2 separate regions of the Mus musculus genome follow, and region 1 is linked to region 2. Evidence: chromatin contacts called from public Hi-C data. All regions are on one chromosome and are shown on one strand. The core of a region is the stretch at or near the end of the contact, and the rest is flanking DNA. Distances in the headings are between cores, read along the strand shown.

The links. A called contact is a pair of places that touch in the nucleus more often than the background predicts.
Region 1: a contact with region 2 is called in a Hi-C map of bone marrow-derived macrophages, with 1.7 times the contacts expected there. The contact joins two enhancer-like sites. A contact is called at or near these places in 7 of 484 Hi-C or Micro-C datasets (the C2C12 cell line, Sertoli cells, bone marrow-derived macrophages and 4 more), 1 of 115 datasets of contacts at active chromatin or transcription factors (bone marrow-derived macrophages) and 3 of 9 other capture datasets (adipose tissue, embryonic stem cells and pancreatic islet).

The regions. Positions count from the first base shown.
Region 1 is chr7:96,852,751-96,858,928 of GRCm38.p6, forward strand. The region is part of intron 24 of Tenm4 (teneurin transmembrane protein 4); the gene reads left to right. Among named protein-coding and RNA genes, the nearest start is that of Gm15413, 54 kb to the left of the region's middle. Within about 2 kb of position 3,746, at least 19 of the 459 cell types and tissues checked have an H3K27ac peak or open chromatin away from gene starts, as enhancers often do. A contact at or near this core is called in bone marrow-derived macrophages, where this site is marked.
Region 2 is chr7:96,777,680-96,783,557 of GRCm38.p6, forward strand. Tenm4 (teneurin transmembrane protein 4) reads left to right here. Exons shown (of 33, transcript NM_001310762.1): 16 at 140-340. Among named protein-coding and RNA genes, the nearest start is that of Gm15413, 21 kb to the right of the region's middle. Within about 2 kb of position 3,137, at least 17 of the 459 cell types and tissues checked have an H3K27ac peak or open chromatin away from gene starts, as enhancers often do. A contact at or near this core is called in bone marrow-derived macrophages, where this site is marked.

The sequences.
Region 1 (6,178 bases), core at 2,496-4,995, 76 kb after region 2:
CTCTGTGAGGAAGACAGAGTTGTCCTTCATGTCCAGATGATGTGGGAGGCTGCTGACAGCTGAAAATGAGTCCCCTCTGAGTCACCAAACCTTTTCTTTTTTCTGTATTTAACCAATAGAATCAGTTACAAGGGTCTTTTTGTAAGGACAAAGGATTCACAGCAAGTAAATGTCACCCAGTTTGGCCCTGTTCCTTAGTATTCCTCAGGGGCAGTTACCTCTGTCTGGCAAGGGTTGAGATAAAGTGAAGCCCAAGGCTGATGCGGGCTCTCTGGGTGGAGCAGAGCCACAGGGAGAGAGACTCACTCCTGACCATGAATGATGGAGCACAGCAACTCTCAGCTGGGGGACAGCTCTTGAGTTTGCATTTTTCCCTATGCCCCTGAGCCAGATCTCTTTACAACCGAAGCCCTCTGATGAGGTGGGCTCTATGGTTAAAGGGAAACTTCGATTCAGAGACAGGGGAGACCTACTCTCAATTTCAGAAGAAATTTTGGAAATCTTTTTATAGCTATCCTGGAGCAAAAAAGAAAAAAAAGAAAAGAAAGAAAGAGAGAGAGAGAGAGAGAGAGAGAGAGAGAGAGGGAGGGAGGGAGGGAGGGAGGGAGGGAGGGAGGAAGGAAGGAAGGAAGGAAGGAAGGAAGGAAGGAAGGAAGGAAGGAAGAAAGAAGGAAAAATCCACCCATATCCTGGTTTGGAATAGAAGGGCATTCTCCAAAGTGGATGGCAGGGCAGTAGGGCTCCTACTGTTAACCAGTGTGGTGGTTCTGTAAGGCATTACCTATTATCAACCTTTGACAAATAGGGGGAAATGAACTCAGAGAATTTAAAGTACATGATGCTCAAAGTCCAGCATCTAGAATGGTGAACCCAAACCTAGAAGACCGATACACAGCCCTGCCACCCACCGGGCATGAGAGCTGTTCCACCTTGTAATGATATCCTCTGCTGGAGAAGCATCTTATGCTGCTTTCACATAAACGGAGGCAAAGCATGCTGACTGGCTGTCAGACGCCACTGTCCTAAGAGCCATGAGCATCCCATCCCCACACGGGTCAACTGCCCATGCTGTGGGCACCTAGGACGTGGCACATCAGGCGGGGTGAGATTGACTCCAGGAGAGTATTCTTTACCCCTTTTCTCTGTTGTGAGGTGAATGCACAGGCGCTGGTCAGTCAGGGAAGAAAAACCCCTTGACTGTACTTGCTTCAGTCGGATGAACAGAATGAGGCAAAGGAGCAAAGGAGCAAGGGTCAGCTCAATGTAGCAGAAACGCTGTGTGACTTTAAACCAACTTTAAATTCAGAGCCTCCCTGAATTTCCATATCCTCCAAATAAGACATCCTAGTTTCTCTCTCTTCTTCCCACTACTGTTGAGGATCAGGCAAGAGGGGATGATGGGAGGAATAAACAAAATTAGGGAAGAACTCTGTATTATCATCCTGACATCTTCCTCCAGTCTTTTCCTGCTGGGCTTTGTCTCTGTGCCATACCCTCCCTAATTACCCTCATTCTCCAGTCCCATGCCACATTTTGAGTAGGCTCTTGGTAAGCTCCGCACGTTTTGAAGACTGTCATGGAGAAGCAGGCATGCAGAGACCCGAAACAGCAAGCCTGTATATCTCTCTGAGTGCATGTCTGTGCAAAGAAGAGAATCAACCACTCCTATCTCTTCTGAGCCCCCGCTGAAGCAGCACACTGTGTCAGGCCTGTCCTCTTCCCAGAGTCAGCGGTATGGTGCAGGTGGAGCCGGGCCTCCTCTGTGATATGTAGCTGCTTATAAGTGAACTCACTGACAAGGAGTACCCAATATAAAATGTATCAGTGTCATGGCTGCTAAGTCTGTATTTATTACAGTGTTGTACAGTACCATTGCTGTCAAGTTTTCAGCTGCTAATAATGCTTCTAACCCTGCTGCTAACACCTCGTTCTTTCTTCTATTCCCTGCTCTCCTGTCTTCTGTCAGAAATAAAGATTTCAGACATAGGTAAGCCAACCAGTGGAGAATTTCCTGCTTCTCCCCTACCTTGTTGCATGCTGTATGGTAAGCCACACCTGTCAACTTCAGATGTCTCAATGACAAAGGAACCCTGTGTGGTTAGAAGCTGATAGGAGATAATTGATGCAATTAGAACACCCAGCTCCTAGTGGTGGGGTAGGTGGCAAAGATTCGAATTTCTTATACCTGTGGTAAAGTGAGACACTTGTCCTATAGTCTATAGATGTGACAGGCTGGAGTAATAGGGGGAAGTACTTGAGTGGCACCACCTACTTAATTCTTAGACTAGCACATCATCTAGACTGTTGAGTGAGTTTCTGGCCATGGTGGGAAGTGCCGAGATCTTCTTGCACAGGTGAAGAGTATGAAAACAGGTAGGTTCCAGATCTCAAAGTCAGAGCCCTTAGAAGGCCAGGGATCCCTGAAGAGGCTCTTCCAGGCAGGACATCACAACGGCTTCATGCAGAGAACAGACTTCACACAGAGCTGTGTCCGCATGTGGATTTGAAAGCTGAGCATGAGCAGGCAGAGCCACAGGGGAGACTCTCAGCAGCCTGCATAAGACTCAGACCACAGTGGTGCATGGGATGGTCCTATTAAAGAAGGCTCTATGGGATAGTGAGAGCCAAACACAGCCTGAACCAGTAGTCATTTTTTAATTCACTCATGTATGTAAGTAGGTATGAGTGTGTACATGTGTTATTTAAAGCAATAATTCCTGTGTGTAGTTGCTGCATAGCAGAGAGTTAGACAGCTCACATGAATACCATCTTATGTCCCATCTACCCTGTGAGATAGACATCTGCGATTATTTCCAGTTTACAGATGAGGGGACCGAAGCTCCCCAGAGGTATAGCCCTGAAATAATTGCTTCATCTTTAAACTTTCATTTTTATCTTGAAGTTATTAAAAATTACTGTAAGGAACAAAAGGACCTCTGCAAATTATTCAGCCTTTTCAGGCACAGAGAGAAGTTCCAAAAATTGCTATGGAGAGACATGTTGCCAGTGGTTATAATAACTGCTACAATCTCCATTACATTGGTTTTGTAATTAGCATGTTACAATTTATTTTAATTATGATAAGCATGATGATAAGATGCTCTTTCCCCCAAAAGGGGATCTGAGTCCTCTTATAGCCAATGATACATAAAAGAAGGTAAATTCAACAGAGATTGGAACCGAAAGTAAAAACAAGGAAGAATACCAGTGATCAACTTAAACTCTAAGCGTCAGGGTAGCCAGAGCAATCCTGACAACATAACTGATGTCCTGGTTCACACTGTCACCAGTAGGAAGGACAGGATTGCCATCTGTTCACACTGAAGCCCATGTCACATGAGCGTCCTATGGATGAGACTGAACTGCTCAGGGACCTGTCCTCTCCATTTCTGTATTGCAGAGATATGCTTCCTGTATGCCTTAAATAAAAACCTGGCATCTAACACTGAGTCATTCAGTCCATGGTGACATCCGCCCAGGGCATAGAAGTAGTACTGGCAGGCACAGCTGGGAAGTCTTGCACCGTGTAGATTTTCTAGTTTCAATTCTCTATCAGTTGAAAAAGTCATGATTGTCTGTCTGTCTGTCTGTCTGTCTCTCTCTCTCTCTCTCTCTCTCTCTCTCTCTCTCTGTGTGTGTGTGTGTGTGTGTGTGTGTGTGTGTGTGTATGTGAATATGTACAGGTTTGTGTGGCCATGTGAGCTTCTGACCTTCAGCGATCTTTGGAAACAGCCATAGAGTATGGAGTCAAAACCAAGCCCCTGGCTTCTTTCAACCCATTGCTTTCTTAAGTGAGAAAAATTAATCTATAAAGTAATGCAGAGTGGAAAGGGAGACTTGCCCATTCCTAATGGGGGGGGGGCAAGAAACCTGAATTTCAGCTGTAATCTTTGACTGGTACTGACTGATAGTGACAAATTCCTTCCTCTCTCTGAGCCTCAGTGCCTGTACCCTTAAGTGAATACTGGTTAGATTAAAGAAGTTCTAAACGTTTATCTTCGTCATCTGTCAGCTGCTTCAGTTTCTTCCAATAACAGCATTTGGTTCCACGGGAACCTTGGCCCGTGTGTCCACCCCCAGGACAGAGTTATCTGTCTTTGACTTTTTCAGGCTCATGCCACCTGCTATCCTATGCATTCCCAGTAGCAAGAGTCCCTTCAGCATCTACTGCTGTGTACCTGTTCAGGAAACAGGCATCCTTATGTCTTCTAGGGTTTCGTCCCTGGGGACAGGAAGGGCTGTTAGAAGCTTGTTCTGATGCACGAAGTTAACCTCCCTCACACCAAGCTGCACATGTTGTACTAACTCAAAGAGCCCCTAACTGCCATGGAAAATAGATTAGCAAGGCAGAATTATGTCAAGAATACACAGCTATTATTTACCAACATAAATATTCTAGAGATTTCTTAGGGTCGCCAGACTTGGGGGCTGGAGATATAACTTAGATAGTAGAGTGCTTATTTAGTATTCTTGAAGAACTGGGTTAAAAAAAAAAAGAAATGAAAGAACTGGGTTCGATTCTTAGCACCACAGAAACTGGATAGGATGTTCCAGTCCTCGAATCCTACTACTTAGAAGATAGAAGACTGAGGGACACAAGTTCAGGATCATCCTTAGCTACCTAGAAGGTTCAAGGTCCCTTGGAATATATATGACCATGTCTTAAAAATTAAAAACAAAAACAAAAAGGATGGAGTTGGTGTTTGATCCTCTGCCTCTCCGGCCCCAGCACTCACCTCTGCCTACTGGTGGGAACAAGTGAACTAGTTCCTGTCAGGGCAGCATCCAAAGTGTTAAACGAGGCTCCTTGCCCAAAGGAGATCTTACTCTAGGACCAAAGGAGGTTTCTCCCTCAGAAGTAGAAAAAAGATTATCTTTCGCCACAGGAGACTCCCAAGTTCTAAGTCTCTACCCAGAGCTTCCCCACTTCTTCCTAAAGAGGAAGGGCTGACTTCAACTCACTAACTTCAGGAATGCTTCCACAGCCAAGGTTATACTCCCAGAGCTCGAAGACAGTGTGCGACCTTGGAGTTCTCTGTAGCAAGCTCCAGAGGAGGGCTGTGATCTAGTTCTGCATCTAACCCTGCTCAGGGTCCTGGCCATCGACCAGGAAAATGCTCCCTGTCCATGAATGGTCCTAGGGCCTCTGGGGCCTTTGGGGCCTCTGCCTCAGGCTATGCTCCATCACATGCCTTCAGGCTTTATGGTTTGCAGCACATCCCTAGGCCTTCAGAATGATGTGCCTGGGAACCATCAGCAATGCCAGGTCCTACCCTATGGAACTGAAATCTACATTTTGGTAATGTCTTCAAGAGTGTCCTCTGCACGCTGAAGTTTGAGGCACTCTGCTCCATGCCCAAGTCTGGCTCTACCTAGGACTCAGAGATCTCAGAGGCAGAGCCCAGCCCCCGTTAGACACGCTTGTTCGGGCTACTTCTAATTTCCAGATGATTCTGAGGCATAGAACCATCAATCTAAGCTCACTAGCAATGGATGCTTCCTGTGTATCCTCCAGCAACAACACCAAGTTCATTCATTCATTCACTCATTCATTCATTCATTCATTCTCACATAAATTCAGCAGAACTTTTCAGAACATTTCCTCTGAATCTGTGTAGTGGGATCATTTAGGACTTGAAGCCAGTCCCTATCCTAAAAGAGTTCAAGATGTTCATTGTAATGGTAGTGGTGGTGGTAGTTTATTTATACGGGTGTTTTGCCTGTATGTATCTGTGTACCACATGCATACAATACATTTGGAGGCCAGAGAGAATATAGCATCCCCTAGGGCTGGAGTTACAGTTGGTTATGAGCTACCATGTGGGTGCTGAGAATTGAATCAGGCCCTCTGGGAGGTCAGCCAGTGTCCTTAGCTGCCGAACCATTTCTCCAGTTCCAAGTTCAAGGCTGTATTGAGGAAACAGACAACTCAACAGAGAAGAACCCGTGAAAGTGCCACAGAAGAGAGATCTGCCACAGCTCTAGTGGGAACATGAGGATAGAGTGTACTATAACAGAAAAGCGGGGTGGGGTGGGGTGGGGCAGGAATGGTAGCTCAGGTGAGGGAGTACTTAGCCGAAGCTCCCGGGACAGGCAAGTCAAAGGGGCCCTGGAGCTCTCTTCCATCCATGCTTTCAAGGATTGCATGGCTCCCAGCAGATCATCGGGCCTTCAGGAT
Region 2 (5,878 bases), core at 1,887-4,386:
AGGTCCACCATTCACTGAAATCCTACTCTTTACTGAACCTGTTACCTCCCCTAGTGGACAGATTAACAGTGTTGTCCTTCCCAAGAGTCTCACACTGCTGTCCCAATACTCACTGTACCATCTTCCTTCCCTGTCACAGTGGACTGCATGGACCCCACATGTTCCAGCAGGGGTGTCTGTGTCAGAGGCGAGTGCCACTGCTCTGTGGGATGGGGAGGCACCAACTGCGAGACACCCAGGGCCACATGCTTGGACCAGTGCTCAGGCCACGGAACCTTCCTCCCAGACACAGGACTTTGCAACTGTGACCCAAGCTGGACTGGACACGACTGTTCCATTGGTAAATACCGGGGAAAGGGTTGGCGAGGGTGGAGGGTGGGTTCGACTGTTACAATTTAACCTTTCAGCACTGGTGGGGGTGTGGCCCTAACTGCAAACTCCTCCTGCTGTGGACTCATTTCCTCTTCCTTGCCCTTACATTCTAATCTTTGATGCCTTTCCTCTTGGTGAGCAGATAATTTAAAAACTTACACCCTCCCCTTGTTCAGCCTTGGGATTCTAAACTGTGTTGTACTGGGCATTTCTGCATAGCTCTAACCAGAATGATGAGAGAATGAATTCAAGGAGGAAAGATTCGTGTCGGATCACAGTTTTTCAGAAAGTTCTTTCCAGGATTGCTTAGGGCATGCCATCTTTTGTAGAGCAAGAGCCAGGAGGGAGGAGGCGGGGATACTCACAGGGTGTGTCCACAGTGGCAGTGTTGATTACTTGCCTGGTTGTTGTGACAAAATACATAGTCAGGGAGCCTGAAGAAGAAGTGAGGACAGGCTATAAACCCCCAGGCCCACCCACAATGACACACTACTTCCATTAAGGCTCTACCTCTTAGAGGCCCCACAACCTGCTCAAATAGCACAACTAGCTAGGGGCACAGGATGCTAACACCTGTGCCTTTGGCAGACACATTCAAACCATAGCAGTGACCTGCTGCCTCCAGCTGTGTTCCAGCTCTCCAGGCTTCCAGAACATCCCAAAGTATCATCACCAGATAAGGGCAAAGCGTGTAGCATAAGAGCCTGTGAGGAACATTCAATGTGAAATGATAGCAAGTGTCGTTTATCAACACTGACAGTAGCGCCTATGATTCCAGATGTGTTTTACTGAGACTTATCTAGTGCAAGGCCACAAGGGGGCCTGAGAGAGCTACAAGAATAGGGGTCATGGGGAAGCACCTGCCCTGCCAGGCTGTCCTTTTAGCTCTGTCCTTTCCTCAGAATGAAAGATGAGCTCAGTATGGATTTTAAGGTCCTCTGAAATCTGCCCCCCAATTCTTTTCTGGCTTAGTGCTTATACTGGACAGCAATTACCATGGTTATGCTGTAGCAAGTGTGTCTGTTAGTGGATACAATCCCAGGACTCAACATAGGCCTGGCCTACTACACCTGCTTGGTAAAGACAGATGGACAGAAGGATAGATAATGAATGGACAGACAGGCAGATGGATGGATGGATAGATAATGAATGGACAGACAGACGGATGAATGGATAGATGGATGGGCAGGCAGACAGCCACATGATAGGGCATCCGGTTCTACAAAGAATAATACATTACCAACCTTCTCTCTATAAGCACCGCCCTGTTTAGACCCGCAAAAGAGGATTAAATGAGAACACACTTGGACTACCTTGTACAGTATTGTTACCAGTAGGCTTTATACACATCTAACAAGTCATTTACTCAATACAAACCCCTTGAAAGAAACTAATCAGCATCCCCCTTTCCAATTCACACCACACTTTAGCACACCTACTGTGTAATGGGTACGATTTTTAGCTAGATATGACAGAGAGATAGGAAAGTGCCCGCTTGGCAGTGCACGAATTCTGCGAAGTGGAGAAAGGAGACTTACCTCAAATCACTGTCCAACCAACCGCTCCACACTGCAAAGCTCAAACCAGCTCATTATGGTATAGATTAACAGTTCTGATCATGATCAAGAGAGATGGCTTTGACCTTTTTCTAAAATGAGACCCATGCCGCATTCATGCCTTTAGAATACCTTGAATTACCTTTCGTGCTGAATGGAGAATTGCTGTTCAATGCACTGTCTAAATTGGACTTTTATCCCTGTTTGCAAAGCTCACGTAAAGACATGATTGTGAGCACAGATGTGCAGAGTCTCAGGAATAATTCTCTTTATATAGCTCTGTTTATTGCAATATAATAAATGGTCCTCTTAAAGCCACGCTGCCTTGTATTGTTCATTATGTGGCCGAAAAGCTAATTTACGATGGGTCTATAACCCGAGTCTTGCACTGTTAAACCCCAATGAAACTCCACAGCCGGGGGGAGGTAGAGATAGCTTCAGCTGAGCTTTCTGAGTGCTCTTCAGTTGTCTGTGAATACAATGATGACAAACCCGAGAGAAGGGGGTTAGAGAGATGGCTCAGTAGGCAAATGCTGTGCAAGCATGAGGATTTGAAGCCAATCCCCAGCACTCCTGTAAAATGCCAGGTGCTACATTATGAATCTGTAACCCCAGCACTGGGCGGGGGGAGGGGGCGTGGGGGGGGGGGCTGGAGAGGGAGGGCATAGACAGGTGAATCCCAAGGGCACTCTAGCCAGCCAGTGCAGCAGAATCAGTGAGCTCCAGGTCCAGTTAGAAATTGCGTCTCAAAAACTAAATGTTGAAAGCCATCAAGGGAGAAAGACAATATTGATCTCTGACCTCTGTATTCATTCTCATGCTTGTGTGTGTGTACTACCTCCACACCTGTGCATACACACACACACACACACACACACACACACACACACACACACAGGATTCATTTGATCTCATCCTCCTTAGTCATAGGTCCATCCTTGTGGCTATAGCTGATGTCAGACATGTATGTGGACTCATGCAGAAAGACATAGGAGAGTCCTGTGCTGGGGAGAAACCCTGAAGCAGATAGATCTGGGTTCAAATCCTGGCCAAGCTACTTAGTCGTTATAATTTTAGACCAATTGCATCAACCTGTTCTACCAAAATAAATGGAGACAGTGTGATAAGAAGCAGGCTAAACCTTGAACCCAGGGCTGGTGTCTGAGTCTCATGGTCCTGACTCACCAGTGTGTGAAATGAGCAATAGCCACCCTAGGTCTTATTATAGGCATGCAGAGGATTCTGTGCTCACCATCATCTCTAGCTTCCATGACTCTGTGTGTGTGTGTGTGTGTGTGTGTGTGTGTGTGTGTGTGTGTGTGTGTATGTGTGAATATGTGTCTGTGTATCTGAGTGGGTATGTGCCTGTGTATCTGTGAGTATGTGTGTTTGGTTTTGTGTCTGTGTGTGAGAGTGTGTATGTACCTCTCTCTCTCTCTCTCTCTCTGTGTGTGTGTGTGTGTGTGTGTGTGTGTGTGTGTGTGTGTGTGTGTGCATATCTGTGTGAGTGAATGTGAGTACTGTCTCCTTGGCTGTCACTTCAGCTCTGGAAGCCAGTACTTCTGCTACAGGCTACTGTATGGCATCGGCAGGGCACGTAACTTTACTTCAGTTCCCTTATCTAAAAATACAGAGACACTAACATGCATCTGCGTGAGATATGTCACCATTAAATTAAGTCAGTGTGCACACAGATAGCAATACTCATCCCACACTATGCACGTGATATCTCTCCGTAACCTCACTTCCAAGGGTTCTTTCACTGAGAGGAGCCATTCAAAAACTATTTGTGAGGCCAAGCAAGGGAGGCCTCATTTCCTGAACCCACGGTAGCCAAGAAGTTCATGTTCAGGGACCTCTTTAGAGAGCTGTGGCCTCTGTCTGTCACAGAGCCATAATGGAAAACCTTGTTGCCTAGAGCAGCTTCAGCAAGTGGCTTAACCCTTTCAGCCCTTGGTTTTCTCCTACATTCACTTACCCTACAGGCCTGGCACAGTGCTTCCTGTGTCATTTGTGACTCCTGCTTCCTGACACATGAGGTAGGCACAAATACTGCCCAGTCTTCATCAGGAGATTCAGGCCAGTGGGCTTATCCTACACAATCCTTGTACCATTAGAGGTACGGACTGCAGGTTGATGGGTTGACAAAGATGGCCACATCTGCCACCTCCTAGGAGAAGAACCTGTCTCCTCCGTGATGAGTGTCTAGTTCCAAGAACAGGATTTAATGAAGGTAGCTTAAACCAACACATCCTGTAATGAAATGTGAGCTGGGAGGGTCCTCAGCACTCTCATAGGGTATCTTATACAAGTGTTTACTTAGGTCCCTGCTTGTCAGCACCTTGGCTTCTGGCCCCATCTCAGAACCTTCTCCTCCAATCCAGGCTCATCCATGTGGTGCTCCTTCCTGACAAGCCAGACAAGGCAACTGGAGACAGAGTCTCAGAGGCGACAAGGTCCAATCTCTCACCTTCAGCACGTGTGTCTTTAGCTCTGGGCCCAACAGTATGTCACTGGCTAAATCATATTGCTGGTGGTAAGGGGATATGATCTCTACCAGTTTTATAGAACGGCTGGACTTTGGGAAGGAGAAATGTCTTGCCCTGCTTAGAGACAGAGTTTAAATTAAATCTGGGCCCTCTGTACCTAACTCTTCATCTCCTGCCTTAGATACTCTTCCCATCAAAAAGAGGTCTCCTTGCCAGTATCTGCCTCCTTATGACAAGCAGTAGTATAGAAAGTTTATTTATAAGGCCATCTCTTTCTTTGTGCTCATTTCATACCAGCCACTGAGCTTTAAGTTGGCCAGGATTCGTAAGATCCCTGCAAAGGTAATTGTGATATTGAGTGTGATGTTGAGTACAGGTGAATCTAGAATAGTCATGAAAATGAACCTCTGGATATATCTGTGAGGGAGTTTCTAGAGTAGGTCAACTGAGGCAGGAAGACCCGCCCTAAGTGTGAGCCCACCACTCCATAGGCTGGATTTCCTAGACTGTGTTAAAAGGGGAAAGCTGTCTGAGTACCAGCATGCATTATGTCCTGTTTCCTGACTGAAGATGTTGTGTGACCAGCTAGCTACCTCAAGTCATTGTTGCTAAGCTCCCATTAACGTAATAGACTGCACCTTTGGACTGTAAGCCTAAACAAACCCTTCCTGCCCTAAACTACTTTTGGTAGGTTATTTTGTCTTATCAACAATAAATAACAAATATACTAGTGTTACTGTTAATAACACTGCTGGATGAGGAAGCACAAAGCTAGGAAGGATTTTATCAGTACTCACCCTGTTGTTTAGTGAAGGGCACTATCACGGACCCCATTCCTCTTGGTTCCATACCCTCCTGGACAAGGACCTGCATCGGCTTACCCCTCCCAAGCTCTCTCCCAGGGGAGCAGCCTTCACACAAAGCAGGTACACACCTGGCCTGTGCCCGACCTCTTCTCCCTGTATTTTACCTGGTTTTTCTTTTGCTCAAAGTAAAAGGGGGAGGAAATTTAACTTCTTTAATACAGTTCTTAAAATTGTCAAAGCACACTTTTCTTTCAGAGTCTACAGGCTTCTAAAAACAATTCAGGCTCTTTGGCACTGGGTAGGCACCAGCTGCCCCAGGCCAAGTTCTTCTTGGGTCTTGGTTCCCGCTCTCTCCCCAGAGCCTCGCTCCTCTTTCCCCCTGCTCAGCAAACTTTCTCCCATCTTATCGCCTATAAATGGCTTTTATTTCAGCGGAGGCTGTCGCTGCGTTTTATCCCTCTGTGTGGCTGGCTCGCAGAAGCAGTACATGGCAGAGTCTTGCCTGCAGAATGCTCATGCTGGTAGTTTATGATTCTTGTCATTTAATTGCACTTGAGTTTCATGGAATAACAGGTGGAGATGCATTGGAAATTGAGTGGCATGGGTTTGAAGGCAGAATGTGCCATCAGTAAAATCATGTGGGATTGGGAATAGG